Regions from separate parts of the Mustela erminea genome. Here region 1 is linked to region 2. The links are chromatin contacts, called in public Hi-C maps. All regions are on one chromosome and are shown on one strand. The core of a region is the stretch at or near the end of the contact, and the rest is flanking DNA. Distances in the headings are between cores, read along the strand shown.

What was found. A called contact is a pair of places that touch in the nucleus more often than the background predicts.
Region 1: a Hi-C map of spleen shows a contact between it and region 2, with 2.3 times the contacts expected there. The contact joins the enhancer-like site here to the promoter of MRPS10 in region 2. A contact is called at or near these places in 3 of 3 Hi-C or Micro-C datasets (fibroblasts, skeletal muscle and spleen).

Annotation. Positions count from the first base shown.
Region 1 is chr4:89,154,705-89,157,862 of mMusErm1.Pri, reverse strand. No RefSeq gene overlaps it. Among named protein-coding and RNA genes, the nearest start is that of UBR2, 15 kb to the left of the region's middle. Within about 2 kb of position 1,397, the one cell type or tissue checked has open chromatin away from gene starts, as enhancers often do. A contact at or near this core is called in fibroblasts, where this site is marked.
Region 2 is chr4:88,849,080-88,852,402 of mMusErm1.Pri, reverse strand. MRPS10 (28S ribosomal protein S10, mitochondrial) reads left to right here and starts at 1,524. Exons shown (of 7, transcript XM_032339960.1): 1 at 1,524-1,628. The coding sequence starts at 1,581.

The sequences.
Region 1 (3,158 bases), core at 148-2,647, 310 kb before region 2:
TCCGCTCAGGTCATGATCTCAGGGTTGTGATATTGAGCCCTCGTGGGGATCTGAGCTGGGCATGGAGCCTTCTTGGGATTCTCTCTCTCCCTCTGCCTCTCCCCTCACCTTTCTATCACTCCCTCTTAAAAAAAAAAAAAAGAAATCGGGACTGTCATATTCTTTTTTTTTATTTTTTTAAAGATTCTATTTATTTATTTGACAGATGGAGATCACAAGTAGGCAGAGAGGTAAGCAGAGAGAGAGGGAGAAGCAGACACCCCGCTGAGCAGAGAGCCCGATGCAGAGCTCGATCCCAGGACCCTGAGATCACGACCTGAGCCGAAGGCAGAGGCCCAACCCACTGAGCCACCCAGGCGCCCCAGGAATGTCCTATTCTTGTACAACTTCTTAGGAAAGCTTCTAAAGACATAATTCCATAATGGCTGATTTCACTTAATTAAGCATAAACTGATGTGACAACACTCTTGTGGGTTTGATAGCCTGAGTAGCAGTGAAATTTCAGCAATGGGCAGGATGTTATCTCTAGGCACAGTAGTATGGAGGGAAAGGCCAACCTCCTCCCAGGATTGTTGAAAATAGCATGTTAGTTGTTATATATGTTGGACCCTTGTCTTTGCCTGGGCTGTATCCATTTCTCTGTGATCACTCTGTTCATGTGTCTCTTGCCTGCCTCCCTCATCTTGTAAGAACAAGGATTCCTCACCAGGGATTTGGTGGCGTCCACACAAAGAACCAGGAGTTTAATTTTCTCAGAATTGCCAGTCAACTGAAGTCAGTTGTTGCCAGACAACTGACTTTGTACCAGCAAAGTCAATTGTCAACATCTATCACAGCCCAGGGCTTTGAAACCATGAGAGGATATCCAGTTTATCTCCAGAGTCCAGAGTCATGTCATTTGTACTGCCTTTAATCGGCCCCCACTGTGATGAGACCCCTCATTCTCCTTTTCAAGTGCAGTGCCCCAGCCCCCCAACCCAAGCTACGTGTAAGAGGACTACCACCTAAGCAGGTTTTAGATGTGAGTCAAGGCCATGCACTTACCTGGCTGAGGTTCTGAATTAGACTGCGCTCCCTGGCAATGATGCTGGGTGCCTGCAGGGGGCGCTCTTGCCCAGGGCTGGCCTCTGCAGCGCGTCGGGGAGGGCCGACTCCGCGGGGCTGGGCTTTCCTATTCCCTGGGGTTCCTCTTCTTTAACAATGGAGCTTGCATTTGTTTGAACATGAGCGATTCCCGTTGCACAGCTTGGGACGCAGAAGTACTTGATGTCCCTTTGTTGTTTTACATTCAATAAGCGGCTGGTAACTGACATTCAAAGGATCGTGGTGTTCCGCCTCCTCAGGACCGGAAGCTTGGGGCCAATTCCTTCCCCTCCCTGAGGAATCCCAGAGAGGATCTAGCCTCCATGGGTCAAGGAGACACACCTCCTATTCTGGTTTGTGATATGGACCCAGCGGAAGGGCGGCGTGTATGGCTGTCTGTGAGGCTTCCGAAGCTGTGTGTGGTTCAGACCCCATACAAATTCCGATACTGTACCCAGATGTGGAGTTGCTTTCTCTAGAGCCCGAAATTCCCATTAATATATGTCTGTTTTTTTATTGGCAGGGCATTTGAACAAAAGCCTCTTCTGCTTGCTCTTGGGGTTAGAGATAGAGCCAAACCGTGCCATGGAGGGCGCCTGAGGTGTTTTGTGGTTGACAACTCATCCCTTTTCAGTTAAAAAAAAAAAAAAATCAAGGGAAGGCAGAATTTCAGGCACAGTTGTTTCTGAATCATCCTAATTAATATGTTGTAATTGAATTGAGTAACTTCAATATCTGCGTTATGCCACCTGTTGAAATCCTGTCTTAATCAGATTGAGACATGTTGTGGGATCATTGGTATTTCACTGTGGCAGGAGCAAGGGAATTTCTGGCCTTGCCGAACGAAGAATCCTGACTCCCTCAGTTGTTAGCTGGGTGACTTCAAAGGGTTACTTCATTTATCTGGATCTTAGTTCCCTTATCTGTAACATGAGGATAATAATAGTATCCACTTAATAGGGTTTTAATGGAGGTTAAATGAGTCTGGCACACATAAGGCACTGAATTACTGTCTATTATCAATAATGATAATTATTACCATTGATATTATATATCCTGTGTTGCAAATTCATATGGAGACATGTAGTAGTCCCCTCTTATCCATGGGGGTGTGTTCCATGACTCCCAGTGGATGCCTAAAACAGCACCAAACCCTATGTATACTGTTTTTTCTGGGCACATGGGTGGGTGGTTCAGTCGGTTAAATGGTTATGTGCCTGAACCCAAGGTCCTGGGATGGAGATGCTGGTTGGGATCCCTGCTGAGCTGGTAGCCTATTTCTCCTTCTCCCTCTGCCTGCCACTCCCCTTGCCTGTGCTCTCTCTCTCTGTCAAATAAATAAATAAAATCTTAAAAAAATATATACGTTTTTTTCCTGTGCATGCATACCTATAGTAAAGTTTAATTTATAAATTAGACACAATAAAAGATTAACAATAATAAAATTATACAATTATAACAATATACTTTAATAAAAGTGAATTTGTGGACTCGGGTGGCTAGGTCAGTTGGGCATCTGCCTTCAGCTCAGGTCATGATCCCAGGACACTCCTTCCTCAGTGGGGAGCCTGCTTCTCCCTCTGCCTACTGCTCCCCCTGCTTGCACTCTCATGCTCTCTTGCTCGTTCTCTGGCAAATAAATAAATAAATAAATAAAATATTTTTTTTTAAAAGTGAGGCAAATGTGGTTTCTCTTAAAATATCTTATTGTACTGTATTCACCTCTTTTTTCTTGTGATAACGTGAGGTGATAAAATGCCTACATGATGAGAGGAAGTGAAGGGGAATGACATGGGCATTGTGATGCAGTATTAGGCTATACTGACGTGATGACAATATGTCAGAAGGAAGATTATTTTCTTCCAGACCACAGTTTACCACGAGTAGCTGAAACTGCGGGAATCAAAACCCTGGATTAAGGCAGAACCACTGTACTACATGAATCGTTGTATAGCTTGCTTTTATTCACCTTCTAAGTCTTGCTTATTTTTTTCACAGATCCATAGAAATCCTTTCATTTATTTATTTAAAAGATTTTATTTACTTATTTGACAGAGAGAGATACAGTGAGAGCA
Region 2 (3,323 bases), core at 275-2,774:
TGAGAGAGGGGGAGAATGCACACAAACAGGGGAGAGGGCAGAGGGAGAGGCAGAATCCTATTGAACAGGAGCCTGATGCAAGACTTGATCCCAGGACCCTGAGATCATAGCCTGAGCTGAAGGCAGACACTTAACAACAAAGCCACCCAGGCATCCCTAATCCACTCAACAATCTTGCAAGGCCTGTGAGGTAGAAGATTGATTGATTGATAGAAGGATAGAAAGATTGATTTGATTGATTGATTTGGGTTGGGGGTGGTGATTGAGGGAGAGAATCTCTAGCCAACTCCTGGTCACATACAGAGTCCAATGCAGGGCTCAACCCCATGAATCCTAGATCCCAACCCAGGCAGAGACCAACAGTTAGATGCTCAACCGACTGCACCATCCAGGTGCAGAAACTTTATGTTGTAAATAGTGGATGATATTTACCTTGCATCATTATGTGCTGGGCATTATACCAAACCTTCACACATCAGTATTTCATTTATCCTGCATGGCAGTTATTTGAAATGGGAACAATTATTATCATCTCTAGTTGATATATGAGAAACTTGAGGCTCAGAGTGGGCAAGTAACTTGCCCAGTCATTCAGCTAAGTGGTAAACCCAGATCTCCCAATTGTAAGTCTAGAGTTTTCCCTTATGCTGAATTGCATCTGTGAAAACACCTGGGGAAAATAAAACTTAGAGAATTACACAAATGTAAGAGACTTCTACTACAACAAACTCCAGTTCAAAAGGGTTGGAGCTAAATTATGGTAGACATTAATAACCATTTTTTAGTTATAAAACTTTTTGGTTTGTGGTACTGGGTAATGGCAGCAATTGTAAATTCTGAAATACTAAAGTAACATAAGGAAATGAAGACTTCAGAAGACCTGTAGGACAGTGTTGTGCAGGATGGCAGGGGGTGGGGCACAAAAATGTGAAATGATGTGAGAAAGGAATATAGGATTACAGAACATAGCAAGGCTATTGAAATGAAGTAAAGTACTTTTTCTTTCTTTCTTTTTCTTTTCTAAGATTTTATTTTTAAGTAATCTCTACACCTAACATGGGGCTCAAACTCACAACCCTGAGATCAAGAGACACACGCTCCACTGACCCAGCTAGCAAGGCACCCCTGGTACTTTTTCTTTTTAATGAAATACAAATTTTGTTAAAAATTTTTTTTAAAATGCAGAAATAGGAAAATAAATCAACCATTGATAATCCACTACCCAGAAATAATTGCTGCTAATATATTAACATATATTTTTCAAAGCATGTATTATGTTGCCTCCAACAAAACAGGAACTACATAAGGCAAACAGGATTTGAAGAGGAAACATTTAAGGAACTTGGTAACAATCTAGACATGGGTTGATGCAATGTTATCAATACGGAGCATCGGCTAGTCGGCCAACCCTAGGGAAGCCAGCCCTATTATCAGTCCCACCCTCAAAAAGCATGGAATAAAGTCTCTATGGTTGTTTCTGTGCCGGAACGCAAGGATACACTCTCTCCTTAAGCGGAACTCTATGGCCTGAGGGCGCCGCCGTGACCCCGGAAGCAGTCTTGGGAGGTCTTGGAGGCAAGATGGCGGCGCGGGGAATGCTCGGCTCCATGTGCCGGCGTCTCTGGCAGGTACGTGGTGGGCTGGGGGTGCTAAGCCAGCTAACATGTTAGTAGCCACAAAATCTGATTGCCAGATGTCGTTGTGGCCGTCTGGAATTTTCTCCGATATTTATTCCTCATCGTGGGGCTTTGCCGGAAGGTGGCGGGAAAGGGGCTGGTTTTATTTCGTATTCTCTCACGGGGTAAACCATAAAAAGATTCAGGACAAAAACGGTAACAAGAATCACAGTATGTCAGAGCTGTAAAGAATATTGAACAGCATATGTTTCAAACCCCTGCTTTCAGGTTTACAAAATAAACTGAAGCTCAGAGAATGATTGCCTCGGTAAAATTAGGGGCTGAACTGGTACAAGGTCTTAGACCTCTCATGGAACCAAATTGTGATGTTTTTCTGATATCTGGAGGTTGTGAGATTAGATGAGAGTCGCAGAAGTCTTAGGAATGGGTTAAGGATTCTCTGCCGTTCTTTGGAGACAAAGCAAAAACTTAAGCAGTGATTCTCAAAATATTTAGTCTCACTACCCCTTTAACATTTTAAAAGTGGTTGAGGACTCCAAAGAGCTTTTGTTTTTGTGGGTTTTAGCTATGGTTATGTAGCTTACTAGAAAATCAAACTGAGAGTCTTAAAAATACTTATTCATTTAAAAAATAAAGTTAGCTTATTCTTATTAACTTTTTTATGGAGCGATAACTAAGTTTTTCAGGGTTTGTTATAAGAGTGGCTGTGTTTTCTGTTTTTGTAAGTCTCTTGTTAACTTTAAAAATAAAACTTACTTTACCAGCAAAAATGAGTTTATTCAGGAATTAACAGAATTGCAATTTCGGACATGCAAGCTATGGCAAAACTAATGGTAAGTCCACAGATAAAGCCTTACTTCTTTACAAAGAAGGAAGTACATAGGAGGGACTGTTTTGAATGGAAGTCCATTGGAGAAAAGCCAGAGTTCAGGGTGAAGATGGTTTCTCCTTGGTTGAATTGCAGGGTGGTCAGTTTCTTGTAGAAGATTCAGTGTAGGTCTTCTTCTGTTGGGGCCTGTAATTGATCTTTCTTTTCTGTTGATGATTCTTCTCTTGAGGCCTGTAATTGGCAGTTCTTCCTGTAATTGATTTTAAGTAGTGTGGGTCCCCCTTTTAGCCGCCAGCTCTACTTGAGTGAGGTTTCCCTTCATTTTTACATCTCCTTTTGATGAAGATCTTTCTCCAAAAGCATTGCTGATTGGGGAGTCAGGTTTCCATGTTTAGTGGTTGTGTCCCTCAGTGTCCGGAAGGACTTTTCCTGGTTGCCATGTTTTATGTCTGAGGGAAGCTATAGATTGGTAACCTACTGAGGTCTCATTCAAGTAACAAGGAGGGGTGGCAGGGAAAATGCTCAGGCATTTCCATCTGTCAAGACATTATCAAGCTTATGAGCACTGGAGATCATCTCCTTATTGGTTACATCGTTTTTACAAAAGTTGGACAGGCTAAGTACAAAACTTAAATAATTACGCAAAACAAAAGAAGTGTAACAATTTCAGATTGTATGATGGTTCTGCCCTAAGTCTGAAGGTAGCCAACTGAAATATTTAGTGGCACTTATTCCAAGTTAGGGAAGGAAAGTTACCCCTACAAAGGCAAACCTGAAGTCCCTGCTTCATGTAGCCATGAAGACAAAATAGTGAAGGCTGTAAGATCACTCTGAAAGAATTAGCTGAGTGCATTTGG